Regions from separate parts of the Rattus norvegicus genome. Here region 2 is linked to region 1. The links are chromatin contacts, called in public Hi-C maps. All regions are on one chromosome and are shown on one strand. The core of a region is the stretch at or near the end of the contact, and the rest is flanking DNA. Distances in the headings are between cores, read along the strand shown. Region 1 holds the start of Zswim6 (zinc finger, SWIM-type containing 6). Region 2 holds the start of Smim15 (small integral membrane protein 15).

Region 1 (3,673 bases), core at 491-2,990:
AGTCCTTCTCTCGCCTTTGTCAAATATCTTCTACTTTACAAGCCCTGAAAAGAAATAAAGAGGTTCTTTTGTTTGCTTTCCCCTTTACCGAGGGTGACAGAAAATTGAAAGGGGCACAAATAAACCCGAAAGGAGAACAAAGTGCCGGGTGGTGCGGGGCGCGCAGCGGCGCAGGGGCCGTGGGGCCCCTCGGTGCAGACGCCGGCCGCGGGTCACGGCGTCGGACCGTGCTGCCCGCTCCCTCAGCACCGCACCCGGACCCCGGGCGCAGGCCGAAGTCGGGCAGCCCGGTACCTCACGGGATGGAGAAGCGCGAGCAGCGCCCCTCAGCGGCCCGTCCGGCCGTCGCTCCCGACAGAGGTTGCTCGGGGACCCGGCGCGGACGCCGCGGAGCTAGTCGCAGACACCTTAAGCAGCTGGAGTATACGGGACGCGCCGGCCGTCGGAGCCCCGAGCGGAGCGGTGGCCGAGTGGTGTCGGAGGGACTCGCCAGCCCCCCCTCCCTCCCTCGGACCGCGGGGCGCGGAGCGGCGCCAAGAAGAAAGGACGCGAGCCGGGCAGCGCAGAGCGAGCGCCCCGGTCGGCATTGTCTGCGGCCGGCGCCCCCTCCCCCGCGCCGCACGCCCCAGCCCGAGCCCCGCGGCCGCCCGCGCCTTTGTCCACACCCGCCCCGCACACCGGCGCTCAAGCTGCGGGACAGACGACCGGGACGCCGACACCCACCGCCCCGCCGCCGAGGGGCGCGTCCTGCTGATTCATTTCCCACTCGCGCTAGCCCGTCCGGGGAGACGGGGGCGGGGACCAGCGGGAGGAAATGGGCGCTCCGCTCCGGGGACAGTCCGAGTCGCCCCACCGCTGCACCGCGCGCCCGGCCCGAGGCGGCCCAGAGGAACGAAGGGGGCCCTTCCCTCCCCCACCCCCGAGGGACAGGAGGACAGACCGAAGGACCGACGGCCCGCGGCGGCCCCGTGACTCACCGACTTGCAGGACGTTGTCTACGCAGCCACTCTCCAGCAGCGCGATACCCCGGCGGAAGGGCAGCCGCGTCTCGTCGCCACCGTCCGCAGCGCTGGACGCCCCCACCGACGGGGTCCCGGTGCCCGCGGCGACGGCGGCGGCGGCGGCTGAGGTGGCGGCCGGCGAGGATGAGGAGCCGCCGCCGCCGCCGCCCGCGCCGCCGCCCGTGCCGCCGCCGCCGCCGCTGTCGTCGCCGGGGCCGCCCGCGGAGCCGCCACCGGTGTTGAAGGACGAGTACATGCAGATCTCCCGCTCACTGCGGGGAAAGGACCAGTAGACGATGCGGCGCTGCACCGGCTCCGGGATGCGCTCGAAGCGCTCCTCCACGCGCTGGAACGGCCACTTCTCCGCCACCCTGCGCGCTGCGATGTCCAGCAGAGACTCGGGGCTCTGGGTCTTGCCCGGCGGCAGCAGTCCCAGCGCCGCGCCGCCCCCGCACGCCGCCGCCGCCGCACCGCCCGCCCGCGGGCCGGGCCGACAGGCAGAGCTATAGCCGCCACCCGCGCCGCCGCCGCTGCTACCCCCGCCGCCGCCGCCGCCGCCGCCGCCGCCCGGCCGGCAGCAGAGCCGTTTCGCGGGAGGAGGCTGCTGTCCGCGCTCCGCCATGACCGCGCCGCTTCTAACCCGACAGCGGAAGTGCCGGGACCCTATAAACGGCACAAGGAAGCGCGACACGCACACGCCGTGGCGACGCCACGCTGCCATCTAGGGCCCGCCGCTCCTTGTAGGGGCACGGGAGGTGTGGCCTATACGGTGACGACGTCGCCAAGGAGGAGCGCCGATAGGGAGAACCTAGGGGAGGGGGCGGGGCCTATGCAAATCACTGGGCTGAAACATAAATAGAGCGCTCCGTGGACACGGGGGTGGCGGGGGCGCCCGGGTTGGGTGCCGGGTGGGCTGTGAGAATGTCAGGCTGCTGTGACGCGGGGGGCGGGGCTCAGGCGGGGTTCCCGCGGGAGGGGGCGGGCCGTCTGCCAAGCGGAGGGTGGGTGGGTCTCTGCGCCCCCTGTCTACTCAACTTAGCCCTCCAGCGCCCTGCCTCCCTTTTGATGTCCGCCAAGTGAGGACGCTCCTCGTGGGTCGCCGCGGGGCGGGTAGGGGGAGGGTTCCGGACTAAATGGAGGATGGACCGACTGCTCGATGCCCCACCCCCCAGTCAGCCGGCCCCGCGGGGAAAAGCCTCTGGGCGGAGGAGGCGCTTTCAAAACAAAGAAATGCTGCGTGAAGCCCCGGGGACGCAGCCCAGAGGAAGGCGGGGGAGGCGCGGCCCAGGCCGCCTGCTTTCCTTCCAACCCGGCGGAGCGAACTTCCCCCACCCTCGGCCGTGGCTGCGGCACGAGGGGATAGGGAGGAGGGCTGAGCTCAGCCACTGTTTTCCACTTCACTTTTTGCCGACCCAGGTGGGGAAGGGGCGCGGCTGCCCCGCGTAACTGCAGCGCACCCAGCCCTGAGTCCCGGGTTCGCTCCAGCCCGGTGACAGGCCAGGAAGCCGAGCCGAGCCGACCGAGCGCCCGGACACGCAGAGCGCTCGGATGCTGCCTCGCAGCCGCTGGACGCGCGTCCGGAGCCGGCCACGCTGCCCCGCCCTCGCACTCTTTCAACCCTTCGGGCAAAGAAGCTGGCCCGCCCGGGTTCAGCCGGGAGCCCCAATCGCCCTCTTCCGCGACCTGCTGCAGACCCAGGGGTCGGGCCGCTCCAGTTAGAGCGCTCGCACCGGCAGAGGATCGCGCAAACTCTCGATCGCGAGACGGTTGTCGCTCACGGCCGCCCAGTGGCGGACAGCGGCCGCGGGCGCTCTGGAGTCTGCGGCGGGGCTGGGACCTGGAGTCTTTGGCGCTCCGGGCGCGCGCCGCGCTCCCTGCAGCATTGGCGGCGCCCGACCGGCGGGTCCTCCCGCAGCAGGGCAACAAGACGAGTGAGCGAGCATCGCTGGGAGACGGTGCCCGGGCGCCAGCGGAGGCGGAGAATCGAGTCCCCGTCTGAACCGGGAACCCTGCGGACATTGTTCTTCGCACTCTGCAGAGCTTGGTTAGATCTCAGCCAAGCCGCAGGCTTAATGACCACGTTAGACACCCTGACTTCTTGCTCCACCTTCTGTTTTTACTCTAAACAGTGTTAGAGATACTGTCCTATTGTTGGAGATAAGCCCTAACTCCTCTGACACTTTCGCATATTGGCTACTCCCCACTGCCTACCTGGTCTGAATTTAAAGCGACTACGCGCGTCGGCGTGTTGTAAAGAAAATTGCCCACTCAAAGCGGAGGCCGCCCGAGACATTGGACGTGATCCATGTCGGGCATCAGGAGCCCCAGGCTAGAAGTCCCTGGAGGCAGGACGCTGGCAGACTTTCCATAGCTGCTTGTTAGGAAAATTTTGGTGACATGTTTTTGTATATTCATCCAGTATTTTTCTAGGCACCTCCTCGGTGCCTAGGAAAAAGCTGGGCAGAAAACTGAAAGACCTTTATGGGCAAGTGGAAGAGGAAGTCTCTTTCCTCCGGTTGTTTAATATCTAGATCTCTTAAAAAATAATTTTAAGAGACTTTAAAACTTAGGCTATCAGAGCAGAAAGTAGGGTGAGCTCTAGTCTGTCCTCAGGAAGTCATGACAAAGGCGTGTGCTGCACAGGTCGCCGAGAATTTTCACCCGTGTACACG
Region 2 (3,853 bases), core at 1,262-3,761, 150 kb after region 1:
TAAAATTTACTATTCTTCAGCATGCTCTTCAAAATATAACGAGCCCAATTAATTCTTAAAGTTACAAACGTGCTGATGAAGAGAGGCATTTGCACTGTGTTTGGATGAAAAGCAAAACTGTAAAAATAAAACTTCAGGGATAAAACCCAATCCTACCAGAAGAAGTCATATATGTACAGGGTAACTAGGGGTGGGGGGCAGAAGGCCAAGTACAGGTGAGAGACCTTTCAGCACCTTTTAACCAGAGCAAATCACATCCCTACAGTACAATCTTATTCAGGGCATGCTCCTTTCATTGACACACGGTTAGAGTGAGACTTAACTTTGTACTTACAAAGGTAGAAAGACTTTAGAGACCAATGAATGACAAGTCTGCTAGACATCACCTTCTCAAGAGAAAAGCAAACTTACAATTTTTTAAGGCTTTGTGTAATCACAAATACTGTGTAGATCTTCCTTCGCTTTAGAGTTCCCTATGCAGGCAAGCTGTTTTAATTTTGAATACACAGCTCTTCCCAGTCTGGACTCCAATGGGAACTACCTCAACACCCTACCTCCTCTCTGAGGCAGGGTCTCAAGTAGCCTGGAATGGTTCAAACTCACTGCATGCCTATCAAGATATTGAATTCTTAACCTGCTTGTCTTCACCTTTCAAGTCTAGGGGGTTACACCTGGCTAAAATTTACTTACGAACAAGGCAGAACTTATTGTTATTTAAAAACGATGTCTGAAGGACATTTGGGAGACACTAAAGTCCGAGTTAAGAGACAATAGCGGTGGTGAATGTCCATCATTCCATTACTTAAGAGGCTGGACCAGAATGACCCAGGGTCCAAGTATAGCCTCCACTACATAGCAAGACTCAAACAAACAAAACCACAACTACTCCCCTTCCTCTCAGAAAGGATAAGGAGCTAGAGGACTGGTCAGATATAGACTAATTTACTGATGTGAAGGAGCCCAAATGACTAGAGGTCAACTAGGAAGCTTTCTAGTCTAAGAGGAAAAGGCTCTCAGAGTGAATGAGTTCTGAAGGGGTATCAGTATGGAGACTCAAGAGCTGCTCACCATTGAACAGTTCACGGTGTGGGAGCCAATCTTACTTACCATCTTTGGTTAAGGTAATGAAGGGCCACAGTAAGGCTGTCCTCTATAGCAACCTCTATGCTGTTCTTGGGTTTGCACAAGTCTGCCTAATGTACCAGGAGATTGATCCCTAAAACAAGAACGTAAAGATCCCAAGGTCTCCAGTACACTATAGCCAAAGAAGCTTGCTTCTTTCTTTCCTTTGTGTGAGTACTTTTCAGTTCCTTACTGTGCTTCCTTTTATTCCCAAGACTTGTGGGGACCCTGGGGCCTTTAGAGATAAAACAGCAACACAGTGGGAGGCAGAACTTGTGAGAAACCATCTACTGAAGTGACCATGTCCCTGATACAAGCTGGTTATGTGCTGTTTGTTCTGCAACAGGTCTAAGCAACCCTTCAGGTTTTCACCCAAGAATAAGAAGACCACTGCTGCTAATACAATATGCAACCATTAGCAATATACCCGAGGAGCAGTATTTTAGATCCTTAGATTATCTGCCAAAGTCTGCTTCTCGGTAAATAATGGTTACTGTTGTTATACTTTAACTACTCATACATGTCTCGGCTTGCCCCTCAAAGAGAACACTCACAGTCTCTCAGGAATAAAAACCTGCTTTATTTGGCACACAACAGTGAGGAGGTCTTGCAACATTCGCCAGAGGCGGTCAAACAGAGCAAGTAGTTCAGGCAAGCAATCACAAAATGTGAGCACCAACCAAACCAGAGCTAATCTTTCAGTTCCTGTAGATTAGAAGACCCATTTAACGCACCCCTTTCTGTTTGTTGACTTTTGAAGTCCTTTATTTATGTATTGGAAGAACAAGTACTTCTGTGGGATCTCTATGCCCTGACAGTTTAATTATTGACAGTTTACTTTGGGCAAGTATCGACCATTCCTTTGTGAAATAAGTTAGGCTCTTAAATTAAAAACAAACAACAAAATCTCTTTCCCACAGAGTGGCAGCATTTCCCCCTTGGTAACAAGGTTCATTGGACACATCCCAGCCCGGCTGCTGCTTTGTCTGAATCTTTAAATATTTAACTATTGTTCAACTATAAAGCACGAGTGAACGGTGAGTTAGGAAATAAGCCAGAGTCCCTCCTCGGCCGCGAGAAGGCTCTAAAAAGTCTGCGGGTTCCACCTCATTTCTTCCTACGGCTCTCTGCGGTTGAGAGTCCCTTGTACGAATTCCTCACTCACTCCGTCTCCTCGCCAGAGTCCCACGCCGGACGCGAGGCCACGGCGCCCTAACGACAGCGCACACGAAGCAGCGTGCGGGTATCACCTGCCGCGGACCCGAAACCATCGCACCGCGTCGCCCCGCCCTCCCGCTCTGGCTCGAGCAATGGCGCCGCCGGAAGCCCGCCCTCGACTTCCTCATCCCGCCCCGTTCCACCCCGCCTGTGGGCGGGACCTGAACGGAGCGGCTTCCGCTTTCCACTTTCCTGCCTTGCGGTGAGTGGGAATGAGAGCGGGATCCCCTAGGGTGTGTGGTGGCTAGCAGTAGCCTAGGCTGAGCGTGCGGCCGGGCTATCCCGGCTTCCCCAGCTCCTGGTCAGCGGGTCCTGCCCGGCTCCGCTCGGCGGGCGGCGTCCTTAGCCTTTGAGGCCGACGGATGATGGTGGACATGGCCCGGGGCAAAGAGAATCCTATTATGGAGGGAAAGTTAGAAGAGGGAAGCTGTAGGTGTAGAGCACCCAGGCCCACTAGGCTTTTTGAGGTGAAGGAGTATACCTGAAAGTGAGGCGACGATGTTTTGGTCCGAGACTGAGGTGCACTCGAGATATGTGGCCTGTGGACGCTAACTTTGCCACAACCTAGTCTTTAAGTCGCGCTATTCTAATTGCAAAGTTACGCGCTTTTCGCAGAAACTTGTATTAGTTCGTTACTGGGCTCGAGAAAGATCAATCCTTCTTGGATCTTCCTGAAAACTGTTTACAACTGGGCGAGGGCTTTACGACATGGAACAGAATGGTTAACGTCTCCAGCAAGTTTAATGTAGTGAAAGTTAGAGGTACGGTTTCCTGGTACAAATACGAAGATAGCATGGGGACATGGAAGTTAAAACCAGTGACATTTCCCTTGATGTGACGGGTTGTGGTACCATAATTATATTGGTAATCCTTTATTTTCTTGTAAGGTGCACTAATTTTACTACAGACCACAAAACCTTTAAAGAGCAAGGCACAGTGTTTTGACTTTTAAATGATGTACCCAATCCAAGAAATAAATGAGTCTTAGTACAAGCAGTTTTAAACTCTTGACTGGGGATGTTGGTCAGCTATGGAGCACCTGTTACTATGCTCTACTTGGCCTTGGGTTGTAACGCCAGCAACAGATGCAAAGATTCAAAATCTTTATGGGTATGGGGACTGTAACATGTCAGTGAACCAGCTTGATTTTTTTTTATGTCAGTTAAAGTCATAACTTTATTATTCAGACAAAAACTAGTAATCAAATAATTTACTTAAAATACTTCTACAAATTAGGCCTCTATTTTGGGGAATTTGCAATTGCAATTTAGGAAGAAATAGGTTTTAACAGGCTATACTATTATAGAAAGATGTTTTTACTTGTTCGTTTTTAGATAATTTATATTTTTTCCATTCATAATCTTACTGTAAAAGTATCTTGCCTCGGTCTGCTAACCTAGGCCTAGTTCTGGAAGCTTCTAGCCTCTGTACAATCTTACCTAGGCCTGGAATGTTTCAGCCTCTGAGACTTCCTGCTGAATAGTAAGCTCATCCTTTCTTGTTCTTCCTGAGC

The links. A called contact is a pair of places that touch in the nucleus more often than the background predicts.
Region 2: a Hi-C map of Schwann cells shows a contact between it and region 1, with 8 times the contacts expected there. The contact joins the promoter of Smim15 here to the promoter of Zswim6 in region 1. A contact is called at or near these places in 11 of 12 Hi-C or Micro-C datasets (the A7r5 cell line, the Rat2 cell line, Schwann cells and 6 more) and 1 of 1 datasets of contacts at active chromatin or transcription factors (oligodendrocytes).

Annotation. Positions count from the first base shown.
Region 1 is chr2:41,110,599-41,114,271 of GRCr8, forward strand. It overlaps Zswim6 (zinc finger, SWIM-type containing 6), which reads right to left and starts at 1,741. Exons shown (of 14, transcript XM_039103499.2): 1 at 978-1,741. The coding sequence starts at 1,722.
Region 2 is chr2:41,259,199-41,263,051 of GRCr8, forward strand. It overlaps Smim15 (small integral membrane protein 15), which reads left to right and starts at 2,512. Exons shown (of 3, transcript NM_001277209.2): 1 at 2,512-2,542. LOC102549347 (a long non-coding RNA gene) reads right to left here and starts at 2,426. Exons shown (of 6, transcript XR_010064072.1): 1 at 2,288-2,426.